Regions from separate parts of the Drosophila melanogaster genome. Here region 2 is linked to region 1. Evidence: chromatin contacts called from public Hi-C data. All regions are on one chromosome and are shown on one strand. The core of a region is the stretch at or near the end of the contact, and the rest is flanking DNA. Distances in the headings are between cores, read along the strand shown. Region 1 holds the start of CG6040. Region 2 holds the start of Cyp12a4 (Cytochrome P450 12a4).

Evidence for each region. Hi-C and Micro-C count contacts between places; a contact is called where the count stands out from the background.
Region 2: a contact with region 1 is called in a Hi-C map of the S2 cell line, with 5 times the contacts expected there. A contact is called at or near these places in 92 of 107 Hi-C or Micro-C datasets (the Clone 8 cell line, the D17-c3 cell line, the Kc167 cell line and 28 more) and 4 of 7 datasets of targeted methods (the Kc167 cell line and the S2 cell line).

What each region holds. Positions count from the first base shown.
Region 1 is chr3R:19,092,907-19,099,281 of dm6, forward strand. It overlaps CG6040, which reads left to right and starts at 4,055. Exons shown (of 8, transcript NM_142524.4): 1 at 4,055-4,639. It overlaps ATPsynD (ATP synthase, subunit D), which reads left to right and starts at 2,094. Exons shown (of 2, transcript NM_001300472.1): 1 at 2,094-2,168; 2 at 2,491-3,365. The coding sequence starts at 2,503. The coding sequence ends at 3,039. cdi (center divider) reads right to left here and starts at 1,364. Exons shown (of 9, transcript NM_001260262.2): 1 at 783-1,364. mRpL55 (mitochondrial ribosomal protein L55) reads right to left here and starts at 1,999. Exons shown (of 2, transcript NM_142523.4): 1 at 1,736-1,999; 2 at 1,488-1,679. The coding sequence starts at 1,912. The coding sequence ends at 1,533.
Region 2 is chr3R:19,130,209-19,136,407 of dm6, forward strand. It overlaps Cyp12a4 (Cytochrome P450 12a4), which reads left to right and starts at 4,950. Exons shown (of 4, transcript NM_142526.4): 1 at 4,950-5,072; 2 at 5,234-5,724; 3 at 5,785-6,199. The coding sequence starts at 5,001. It overlaps Cyp12a5 (Cytochrome P450 12a5), which reads left to right and starts at 2,440. Exons shown (of 4, transcript NM_142525.4): 1 at 2,440-2,548; 2 at 2,682-3,172; 3 at 3,225-3,672; 4 at 3,725-4,496. The coding sequence starts at 2,477. The coding sequence ends at 4,324. It overlaps CG6040, which reads left to right. Exons shown (of 8, transcript NM_142524.4): 7 at 14-780; 8 at 842-1,721. The coding sequence ends at 1,253.

The DNA of each region.
Region 1 (6,375 bases), core at 2,805-5,304:
GAATGCTGGGAAAACCAGCACCAACATCGGAAGCATCTTCATCATAACTTGCAAATGTGTTTGTGTTATTTTTACATTTCCGCTGCTTACGAAAATATTTACGCTCCCCTTCGCACAAAACCTTCCCCATTTCGAATTTCAAATTTCGAATTCCAGACGCTCGCACACACGCACGTGTTAGAGATGAGCCAGATTTCCGAGTGCATCGCATGGTGACAACAGGTTCGATTCAAATGAATATGGAAATGATTCTGCTGAGCTCACAAAAAATTTAAGCATTTGCTTTTCAAATTAGATCATATGGCTATGCTATTCGAAACAGATGTGAAAAAGTAACAAGTTTTAGCTCTACAATGTTTACTTTAAATTTAGCATTTACGAAGTATAAATAGACACATTATTTACGCATTATGTTTTATTATATTTAAGACAAAATACAATCAACGTAAGTTAAAATATAAGATTGCAAACCTATTTACCCTCAATTCTAAATGTTTAAATATACAATAGTACATGACAATTTTGCATTTCCCGTTACGAAATTATATTTGTGTTTTTATCTCGGTAGAACCTTGAAAACCATGTTGTGTCAAGATGCAGCGAAAGCAGCGGGTGGCAACTTTTGGCAGGCAGTGTGCGAAAGCTAAGGTCAGGCCCATCTCTAGGTTGCTTCCGCACACAGACACGCACGCACACAGCGATGGGGAAATGCCAACGATAGCACAGGTCTAATCCATTTAATTCTGGCTTTTAACCGATTTCTGCTAATACTATTTATTTACCCGTTTGGTTTTGGCGACTGCTCTCTCTCTCTCCCTCCGTTCTTATTGCCGTGTGGCCATAATCCAATTATGCTTGTGTTTGTGTGTATGTGTCTGCTCTCTATTGCAATTGCAGTTATTCGCATCCGCCGTGATATGCAACCAACACATTCGCACTCGCGCACTCACACGCACCCGCAGACATCACAAATGCGAGGACCGAAAATCCTGAGCGTCAACAAAATAAATATAGCTCTGGTGTTTTAAAATAGGTTTTCACTCGATTCTGCGTTTGCTGTCTCGTCTTGTTTATGTGCATTCGTCGTTGGTTGTGTGTACTTGTTTTTTTTTTTTTTTGTTAGACGCGACTGTCCATTCAACATTACCACTCAGCCGACGCAGAGCGAGATTATAATTCGGTAACCGATTCACTGGCACTGCTCTAACGGGCTATAGCCTATGATCCAGTCTGGAATGGAGCTAAAGATATGTTGCTTTCATTTATGTCTGCACTCGCGAAAAAGCGTCCACAAATTAACAGTTCTTCGGGAGCGACGCGCAGCTAGACGTCCGACTTTGTTTTCCGACTCGATTAGAGTGACCGTTGTGGGATGGTGGAAAAAAGTGGAGGGCCCATGCTGAAACCGATAACAAAAATACCAGATGTGCGATATACACTATCGATAACGAGCACAATTTCTTAATTCTAATTTAAAACAATTATATAACGGGCTTTCGTGTTTTATTTAACAAATAGTGAATAAAATGCGGCTACTTCTTTTTGATGTACTTCATGTACTTCTTGGCGTTGAAGTTGTCCTCCACCTCCTCCATGATCTTGACCTTCTTGCGCGGCTTGCGGGCCTCCAATCTCGCTCTGCGCTCCGCATCGGTTAAGGTGCTCAGATCCAAGGGAAGCTAGTAGATGGTACTCGTTAATTATGGTTTCGTTAAGTTATAGTAACTAACGTTACCTTGATAATCTTCCTGGGCTCGTGATAGCGGATGTTTATCGTGGATCCATCGGGTTGCACCACAACTGTGGGATATAGCCGGCAGTAAACCGAGCGATGCAGCCTGGTAACCGCCGTCGTGGCCGATGAGATGCAGCGTATCTGCTGAACAGCCTGGGGCAACTGTTTCAGCAACATTTTAATTGATAATCACAATATTTACACTAAATAAGAGCTACACTTAAATCGTGTTTTTGCTGCCAGGCAGCTGATAGTGTGACCGACCCGAGGGTAAGATTTAAAGACTCCTAAATTAGTTATTAAGAATCTGTGGTAGCCCTGGTTCAGTTTCCACATTATGTGGTATTTTCCCCAGCTCTGGTCACATTCGTACTCAAAGTGTAAGTGTTGGTTGCAGAGGCAGAAATTCTTATTTTTCTCCTTGAAAATATAAGTACGTTACGTTAAACACTGCAAAAATAATAAAAAAAAAGCGCACGGTTGGGCTACAACAGCGATTAGTCTGCAAGCCTCGAGGAAAGGACTGCAAACGCGTTTTTAGTTTGAAGGAACATTGAGGATTGAAAAAAATTACATAATTTTTGCGAGCATAACTCGCCGTGCATTATGTCGATAAGTCTGCAACTAAAGAAGCAGAGATTACATTTCAACTAATAAGAATATCGCTGCACAGTTCCAGGACACCTAGAAATCACTTACCACCTCTATAAACCCAAAAACCTAACCTCATCCCCGCTTTTGTTGTTGTCTTGCAGTATCTGTGCAGAATGGCCGCCCGCCGTATCGCCCAATCCTCGATCAACTGGTCCGCTCTCGCCGAGCGCGTGCCCGCCAACCAGAAGAGCAGCTTCGGCGCCTTCAAGACCAAGTCGGACATCTATGTGCGCGCCGTGCTGGCCAATCCCGAGTGCCCACCCCAGATCGATTGGGCCAACTACAAGAAGCTTGTGCCAGTGGCCGGACTCGTCGATAGCTTCCAGAAGCAGTACGAAGCCCTGAAGGTGCCCTATCCCCAGGACAAGGTGTCGTCCCAGGTGGATGCCGAGATCAAGGCGTCGCAGAGCGAAATCGATGCCTACAAGAAGGCCTCGGAGCAGCGCATTCAGAACTACCAAAAGGAGATCGCCCATCTCAAGTCTCTGCTGCCCTACGACCAGATGACCATGGAGGACTACCGCGACGCATTCCCCGATAGCGCACTCGATCCCCTCAACAAGCCCACCTTCTGGCCCCACACTCCCGAGGAGCAGGTCGGCTACAAGTCCAAGGAGCAGCTGGAGGCCGAAGCCCAGGGACACCACTAAACCGGAGCGCACGAGGAGCACTCTGACACTGGCTTCGTTGGTCGTCTGTTCGATTCGAAATGTAATCCGCGTTGAAGTAAATTACCCAAATTAAATTCATTTCAAATGACAGTTACGGTATCTAATTTGCATTTGTTGTCTATGTGACATCTTGTTGGATGGATATGCATAAAGAAAATGGGATCCTTAAATCAAAATAATGAAATAAATTGAGAAAACAATCAATTTGACAGCCCAATGCACTGGAAATGATAGCCGGTCCTTGCAGTTTTATAAGCTAATAGATAAAAATCAAATGCACAAATAAATAAATAAGCAAATTGGCTACAATTCAAACTTAAACTTAAACAAAAATTAAAATTACTAATCGGCACCAATGGTGGTGCTAGACTCCGCTAAATGCGGATGTTGTACTTGCTAAATGAAACTAAAGCTCCCTCTTGTGGGCGGTGGCAAATAAATTCCCAGAGATGTCGGTTTCTGGGAATGAAAAGCACTTCCTGATTTCTAAAAAATTTAATAATTCCGAAAGTACTTTATATTGAAATTTAATGTGCGTCAAATTAGCGTCGATGAGTTAGAGGCGGCACAGTAAGTGGGAATTCCTGCTCCTTATTGCCACACCGCTGGATTTTAATACTTTTAAACCTCTACCTTGGTTTGTGTCCGCACTACAGGCAGTATATTCTAACTGGATTTTCCCGATCGCCTTAGTATATTTTTCAAATGTTTATTGGTTGAAAGACTGAGCACTGCTAGCATTTATTTTGAGAGAATTCAAGCAGTGCCATCTTGTTTGGCTCTCCGAAAGCCGTTAAAAGCTTCAGTCGCCGCTCAAATCTCGTTTCTCTCGCCATCTCGCTCCAACTCGAACAAGCTCACCTTTTGCGAGGAAAAAACCGCAGCAGCGCGCGTCTTAACTTGTCCGCGAAGTGCACCTTCGTGATCGGAGCCGCAAATGCCGCGCAGCACGACGCGATCTGTTCAGTCGCGAGCGAATCGAGTTGGAGTGCAAACGTCTCAAGCGGAATCTCAAGTTGTAGCGCCAGACGCAGCGATCCGATCGGAGTGTACATGCATGTGAATCAATCGCTGAGATACAAAGTTGAACCAAGTTGGAATTTGCCATCACCAGTCGAAAGCAATCTCGAATCGAATTAATATACGCGCCATTTGCATAAGGCGCAACTAAAAAGACGCGCTTCTGTCAGTTAACGTTAACCCACTTTCTAAACGACCAAAACCAAACCAAACCAAAAAAATACAAATAAAAAGAAGAATAATACTGCGACCGATATTCAGCAACAACGAAACCAATTAACAGGCAAATAATGCCAAGCAAATAACTCCGAAAAACGTGCAAGTGATTCATGGTTTTTTTTTCTTCCAAGTGAAGTGCTTAGGTAAAAATCGAAACACACACACACATACACAACACACAGCTTAAAAAGCAAAGCTGACTGGAAAACGCACTGGAAGCGATAACGATACCTGGAACGCCCCCAACCAACGACTGTCAGTCAGTTGAAACCGCAACTGCAGCAGCAGCATCTACTCGGCCAAAAACAACAGCACAAAGTACGGATTGCAAACAGCCCGGGTAAGTTACACCATCGTTCATCATCGCACAAAAACAACAAAGTCTACTATAATGGGGGATATTCATACACACACAACTCGCAGGGGCAGCCTTTGCATTCCCTTTTCCTCGACATCTGCAAACGAGTTAACAAGATGTGGCTAATACAACGATCAATAGGCCTGCAAAAGTGCAACACAGCCGAGGCGAGTTAGAATGCATTACAAAAGGTTTACGACTAAACAATACCTAGTACTGGTAGTTTGTTTGTACGTTTACATTACAATTACAATTTCCGGTAATGAATGATCGTACAAATCGTTAAAAAATATATTAACAAAAAAGCATTCTCACACAAAAGCTATGTGCATAATTAATAATTTCCTATTTTGGAAATTATCTGGCGGCTAAACTTCAGATTTTAAACGTTTAATCCCAAAACCTGTTTTAGAATGTTGCAATTTGAAATCAATATCTAACTGAAACAAAATGTTAATACGATTAAAAAAGTGTGATTAATGCCCGATCAGTTTAATTTCGGTTGACTCTCCCGAAAAGGAATTTATCAAGCGCTGAAATCTTAATCCAAATTTATAACTGCCAATTCGATGGGTCGCCATAACATAGCCCCAAATAGGGAATGAATGCCCTTGAACTGCGCGATTACAGAGCTCCTACATTCCTTTTTTCTTTGGGGTCCTTCTGTTTTGGGGCATGCCTTCCATATTTCATAATCCGCCGTCTGGCAGCATAACTTTTAGCACCTTCGCAGTTTCGCATTTCACCGATGCAAAGACAAACACACACACACTCGCACACGCATACGCTTTACACTCGAGGGGACTATAATTTCTTTGGATAATTATTACTCGTCTGGCATATTTTTTATTTTTTTTTTTTTGCTGGCATTTTTTAAAGCTGTTTTGACCGGCGCTGACTCTGTGAAATTTTTTACGTTGAAGCCACAATTTCGGCTTTTGTTGCTTTTTGTGCGCCCGTCGGCATAAACACCTTAACGGATATTTATTTTTCTCAATTTAAATAACTGAGTTTAGAAAATTTCTCCTTTAGCAGCGCTAAGTAAAAACTGCAGCGGATGTGGGGGCAAAAACAAATACATTGCTAATACATTTATGTCATTTGATATGCGATTTTCGACAATATGTGCTGCAAACGGGTTTGGTTTCACTTATAAAATAAACACGAGTTGGCTGGGAAGTCTTAGGAATGTAAATCGGTAATTCGAGATGAGTTAGTTAACGAATGTTAGCTATGACCGATCTGAAAAGTGACAAAGCCACTGGTTTAGATGACTCAAGTCCGCCTTAGATCGCATAATAGAATTTACTAATGACTCAAAGTTCTGGTTAGAGTAAATATTTGAATATTTTATTTTTCGGTGTTATCGTTTATACATATAGTGTTTTCAGAAAGCGTGAATTTAGATAAATCTTTTTTTCATTAGCTGGAAGATGATTTCTTATACTGTATTTATGCTGTTAATATTTGAAGATAAATAAACTTACTGGCATTAGCATAAACAATTGTTAGAGATCCACGGAAGAAGAAATTAATCAATTCATAATCAAATAAAAGTCTCTTTGCTTTAGTTGGATTTTATTTAACTTGGCAGTTCTAGCAAAGTCGTTCTCTTAATGGCCATCGCATGGTAACGTCCTTTCTGCCCCTTTGCCCCCCTCTTATGGATGTTGTTTGCCAACTGCATTCGAGTCGTAACTCATAGCCAATTGCCATGA
Region 2 (6,199 bases), core at 3,700-6,199, 38 kb after region 1:
TATTCCTAATCAGCTTCAGCAAACTCCAGTGGTGCCGGCCGCCTTGCGTCCGCTGGCCAATGCCATCAACTTGCGCTACGAGGACTTTACCATTTTGGAGGGAACCCAAGCCTTTGTGGTGGGCAAGAAGGCCTTCCATGCCGCCCTGTGGAGCTCCTCGCCGGTGACCTTGGCCCTGTCGGCCGACTGCAACCAACTGGGCGGCGTGGCTGGGGAACTCAGCCAGCTGTCGGGCGGAGTGAGCGATGTGCTCAATCCGGTGACCGAATTCTGTGACCTGGTGCCCAGCTATCAACTGCCGCTGATGCCCTCGACGGAGGTGACCCTGCTGCAGGCCACCATCTCGGTGTTGCCCCGTTTGCAGCTGGAGACCCTACAATCGATCGGATCAATACTCAAGGGCAAGTCGCAGGTGCTGGACAAGAGCAACTTCAATTTCCGCGGCTCGATTCCAAATCTCAGTGGCCTGAAGGATGGAAATGGTTTAATTGCTGGCAATCTAAGGAATGTAGTCTCGGTGCAGAATCTAAGTACACTGAACGAAGAATCCTCGGCCAATTCGATGGGCGCAGAAGATGGATCAACGAATGCAAATGCCATGCCTGCATTCGATGATGTGATGACGCGGGAGGTGGCCTTCATCATGCTGCAGCTGGTCAACGGAATGAAGAATCTGCAGGCCAAGGCGATCGAGGAGACGCCGCTCAGTCTGTCCAATGTGGTGCTGTCCAAGGACATGGACAACAAGGACGCCCAGGCGCGACTCTGTGTGCTGCAGGGGTGAGTTGGGATCAAACTCTAAAACTTATAAATCTTACTGATAATCGCTTTGCCCATTTAGAAACAACAATGACGACGACGAGCCCATGGGTACGCTCTGTAAATGTGCCCACTCGGCCTTGACCGACATGCTGCCCGCAACAAAGATCACGCCCATCCTGGCGGACATTCTGCAGCAGGAGCGAGCCGAGTCCCTGTCCAAGGCGAAGGCTGTGCTGGAGTTCGTACTGTGGGGCCCTTCGGATGTGGCGCTCACCGGATCCGCTAAGGAGCGGGAGCTAGACCTTCAGCGCTGGCTGGATTTGGAGAGGGCCACCGTTCTGCACGGATTGGTGCGTACCCGGGTCGAGCTGACCGTTTACGACGAGTGTCATTTGATGTTCCTCGTCCGCTCCACGGCCAAGATGATGAACGATGCAGCAAAGATCGTGTGCAACTACCAGCAGATGAATGGATCTGCCAGCCAGGATTAGTTCCACTCAGTCTGCTAGTTAAGCCTGCTCAATGCTAAAGGAATTATCATTTAAATAATATACGAAACTGTCATAGACACTTAGTCCTTAGAGTCAACGAATAATATCTTCTGAATTGCTCCATAAAAACATACTATACGTACATACATATATCTATATCTTTGCCCAGCGTGCCAAATTGTTTCGCGCGGAAATTGTCATGTAAAAATATGCTTAACGAATGCAAACTCAAACGATTTGTGCAACTCTAATTTATTAGTAATCTATTGTTAAGTCATTAATCTAAACGAATATTTATATATCACTATTCGAGGACGAAAAGTTGTATACTTCATAAGATGGCAACTATCTATGGGTATGCCAACAATTTGATTAGCAAAACTAAACTTTTTGGTGTTTGAACAAATACATACATGCATATATGGTAAACATAAATAAAATACAGTCTAAATAAATAAATGGAAAACTAAAACCCAGAGCTTTTATTCTTCAGAATAAAGATAATCATATTTCGCTTCAAAGAAAATACGTACCTCGCATAATCAGCGATCGAATGTTCAAATTTTCTGATGCAATTTTTTATACTTATAAACTTAAATTTTGCAATTGAAAATTGTTTGTCAGCTGAATTGGCGTCAAGAAAACAGCTGATTAGATAAAATATTCGCTCGATAACTTACTCTCTTTCGAACAATTGTTTTGAACCTATGCCAATAAATTTGACCAATCCCATCAGCGATAATACTTATTATTCGATTCAAATAACTATGGGTATTTTCGATAGTGGGCTTTAACTATCATGTGTCAGAAAAACTATGATATTAATGGTCATACCACATATGTCGATATTTATTACATATGTAATATGCATATATTATGCACTTGTCGATCTTTTTTTTAATTCTCCACCACTATTTAATGCTTAGTTCCTATCTATTAAAGATATATCTTAAAGAAAAGGTATATTCTAGTCGGTACTAATTCCCAGAAATATACATATGTATATTTTAATGACCGAATGTTTGCCATATGTTTTCGTTAGCAATTCTCAAATACACGCGAACCTGTTCGTTGCTCTCTTTCTCTTCCAAAGTATCTTTTAGGTTGCTGTTTTCCTCAAATGTATAGTAAAGCTCGCCCGGCCCCACAGAAATATAAAGCTTATAAAACGAACAACTGGTATGAGTAGTTTCACTTTGACCGTGAATTAGGCAGCGTGCAAAATGTTGAAAGGGCGTATCGCACTTAATATACTTCAGTCGCAAAAACCCATCGTCTTCTCTGCAAGTCAACAGGTAAACAAATAATAAGGTTTTGGTATAAAAACAGTGGCAATTTACGAATAAATTGAAATGAGAATATACAATAATGTGTATATGTTTATGTTTACATGAAAAATACATAACTCTTGATTGGATCATTTTCCAGCGTTGGCAGACAAATGTGCCAACAGCTGAGATCAGAAACGATCCGGAATGGCTGCAGGCCAAGCCCTTCGAAGAGATTCCGAAGGCAAATATCTTGTCCTTATTCGCCAAAAGCGCACTGCCCGGTGGGAAATACAAGAACTTGGAGATGATGGAAATGATTGATGCCTTGCGCCAGGATTACGGAAACATAATCTTTTTGCCCGGAATGATGGGAAGGGATGGCTTAGTGATGACACACAACCCAAAGGACTTTGAGGTGGTTTTCCGCAACGAAGGTGTGTGGCCATTCAGACCGGGCAGTGATATACTGCGATATCATCGAACGGTTTACAGAAAGGACTTTTTCGATGGTGTTCAAGGGATCATTCCCTCGCAGGGAAAATCCTGGGGAGACTTTCGATCCATTGTGAATCCCGTGCTGATGCAGCCCAAGAATGTGAGATTGTACTTCAAAAAGATGTCGCAGGTTAACCAGGAATTTGTGGAGCTGTAAGAACATAAAACATTTCTCAATTTTCTGCATTTAAATATTTTACATTAGCATTAAAGAAATAAGGGATGCCAGCACTCAGGAGGTGCCTGGCAATTTCTTGGAAACCATTAACCGCTGGACTCTAGAATCCGTATCCGTGGTGGCCCTGGATAAGCAGCTAGGTCTACTTAGGGAATCGGGGAAGAACAGCGAAGCAACCAAGCTCTTCAAGTACCTGGACGAGTTCTTCTTGCACTCGGCCGATCTGGAGATGAAGCCCTCTCTCTGGAGATATTTCAAGACACCACTGCTGAAGAAAATGCTCAGAACAATGGATAGTGTTCAGGAAGTTACTCTAAAGTACGTGGATGAGGCGATCGAACGCTTGGAGAAGGAAGCCAAAGAAGGTGTGGTCCGTCCGGAACATGAACAGAGTGTCCTCGAGAAACTACTGAAGGTTGACAAGAAAGTTGCCACCGTTATGGCCATGGATATGCTCATGGCGGGAGTGGATACTGTAAGTGATCATACAAATTTATGGAGTGTATAATATATTTGCTGCCATCCAGACTTCGAGCACCTTTACGGCTCTCTTGCTGTGCCTCGCCAAGAATCCGGAGAAGCAGGCCCGGCTCAGGGAGGAGGTTATGAAGGTGCTGCCCAACAAGGATTCCGAGTTTACGGAAGCTTCGATGAAGAACGTTCCCTATCTGCGTGCCTGCATAAAGGAATCCCAGCGTGTCTACCCTCTTGTAATTGGAAATGCCCGCGGACTGACTAGGGATTCTGTAATTAGTGGTTATCGGGTACCAGCTGGCACGATTGTGTCCATGATTCCCATAAATTCCCTGTACAGCGAGGAGTACTTCCCAAAGCCCACGGAGTTCCTGCCGGAGAGATGGCTGCGAAACGCCAGCGATTCTGCCGGAAAGTGCCCGGCCAACGATCTGAAGACCAAGAATCCATTCGTATTTCTGCCCTTCGGCTTTGGACCACGGATGTGCGTGGGCAAACGCATCGTGGAAATGGAACTGGAATTGGGTACCGCTCGTCTGATTCGCAATTTCAACGTGGAGTTCAACCATTCCACAAAGAACGCTTTTCGCTCCGCTCTGATCAACCTGCCCAATATACCACTCAAGTTTAAGTTTACAGATGTGCCCAACTAATACGTTTTACAATATATTAGATATCTGTTGTGATAAGATAATAAGTATTGTTAAACGAATGCTTTTTCTACATATATACATCATTGCAATGAAATGTTTATAAGTCCCTCTGTTTGCAAATATTACAAATAAAAGATGAAAATATTTTAAATATAACTATTGCACAGATTTCAAAATAAAAGGCTTTGAAATTTTACTAATGAATATCTAGAGAGAATGTAGCTATGGCCATACATTTCCCCAGCATGAAATTATTATTAATAGTCATGGTGAAAAAAAAATTGCTGGCATTGACACTGACCGATATGAAAGGGTTAACGGCCATGTTATTTGTGTTTGTTCTATTGTTATAAAGTTCCATTTAAACATGTTAATTTAACAGTTATTAATTCTACATACTTGCTCTATCCTTTTAAATTTGATTAAAAACTAACGAACTCTTTGCTCAATTATTAATTGAATAAATGTTTTTTTTTTATAAACTACCAAATAAGCTCTCTGGAACCTGTTTATATGCCCGTTGTCTGTGGGGTCGCTATCTCTCTGTTTGTGTGCTCTTATCAACCAATTAAGCGGCAAAGCTCGCGCGGCCTTAGGATTTAAAGCCAGTAGAACGAACTCTCGTTTCACAGTTTTGTTTGGGCGGTGAGCCGGAAAAGTTCTAATCATCGCAAAAATGCTAAAAGTTCGCAGTGCTCTATCATTAATTCAGTCGCAAAAAGCGACTCTCTCGCTCGCCACTCAAAAGGTGAATACTTGTATTTAATATAAACAACTAATCTAGGAACTATAAGCCCGTTTATCAAGAGCTGGTTTTGCTTCATATGTTTATTTTGTTGTTTAATTGCTCAGCATACGGAGTACTTCAAAATATTACTATATATTTATATCAATAAACTATATTACCAGCGCTGGCAAACTAATGTGGCGACTGCAGAAGCTAGAGAGGATTCGGAATGGCTGCAGGCTAAGCCATTTGAGCAGATCCCTCGACTCAACATGTGGGCATTGTCGATGAAAATGTCCATGCCGGGTGGGAAATACAAGAACATGGAACTGATGGAGATGTTTGAGGCGATGAGACAGGACTACGGCGATATATTCTTTATGCCAGGTATTATGGGTAACCCACCATTCCTAAGCACCCACAATCCCCAGGACTTCGAGGTGGTATTTCGCAACGAGGGTGTGTGGCCCAATCGTCCAGGCAACTATACATTGCTCTACCACCGCGAGGAGTACAGGAAGGACTTCTACCAGGGCGTCATGGGCGTCATTCCGACGCAGGGCAAGCCATGGGGCGACTTTAGAACCGTCGTTAATCCCGTGCTTATGCAGCCAAAAAATGTGCGATTGTATTACAAGAAGATGTCGCAAGTCAACCAGGAGTTTGTTCAGCGGTAAGATACTTTCACAAGAATAGTAATTCATACACCGAAGATAACCAATTTTCTCGACAGCATTCTCGAACTGAGAGATCCCGATACTCTTGAGGCTCCCGACGACTTCATAGACACCATCAACCGCTGGACCTTGGAATCCGTATCCGTGGTGGCCCTGGATAAGCAACTGGGTTTGCTCAAGAACTCAAATAAGGAAAGCGAGGCCCTCAAGCTTTTCCACTACCTGGATGAGTTCTTTATAGTATCCATTGATCTGGAAATGAAGCCCTCGCCCTGGCGCTACATTAAAACTCCCAAGTTGAAGCGATTGATGCGAGCTTTGGATGGTATTCAGGAAGTAACTCTGGCCTACGTTGATGAGGCTATAGAACGGCTGGATAAGGAGGCCAAGGAGGGCGTGGTGCGTCCGGAGAATGAACAAAGTGTGCTCGAGAAACTGCTGAAGGTAGACAGAAAGGTGGCCACTGTTATG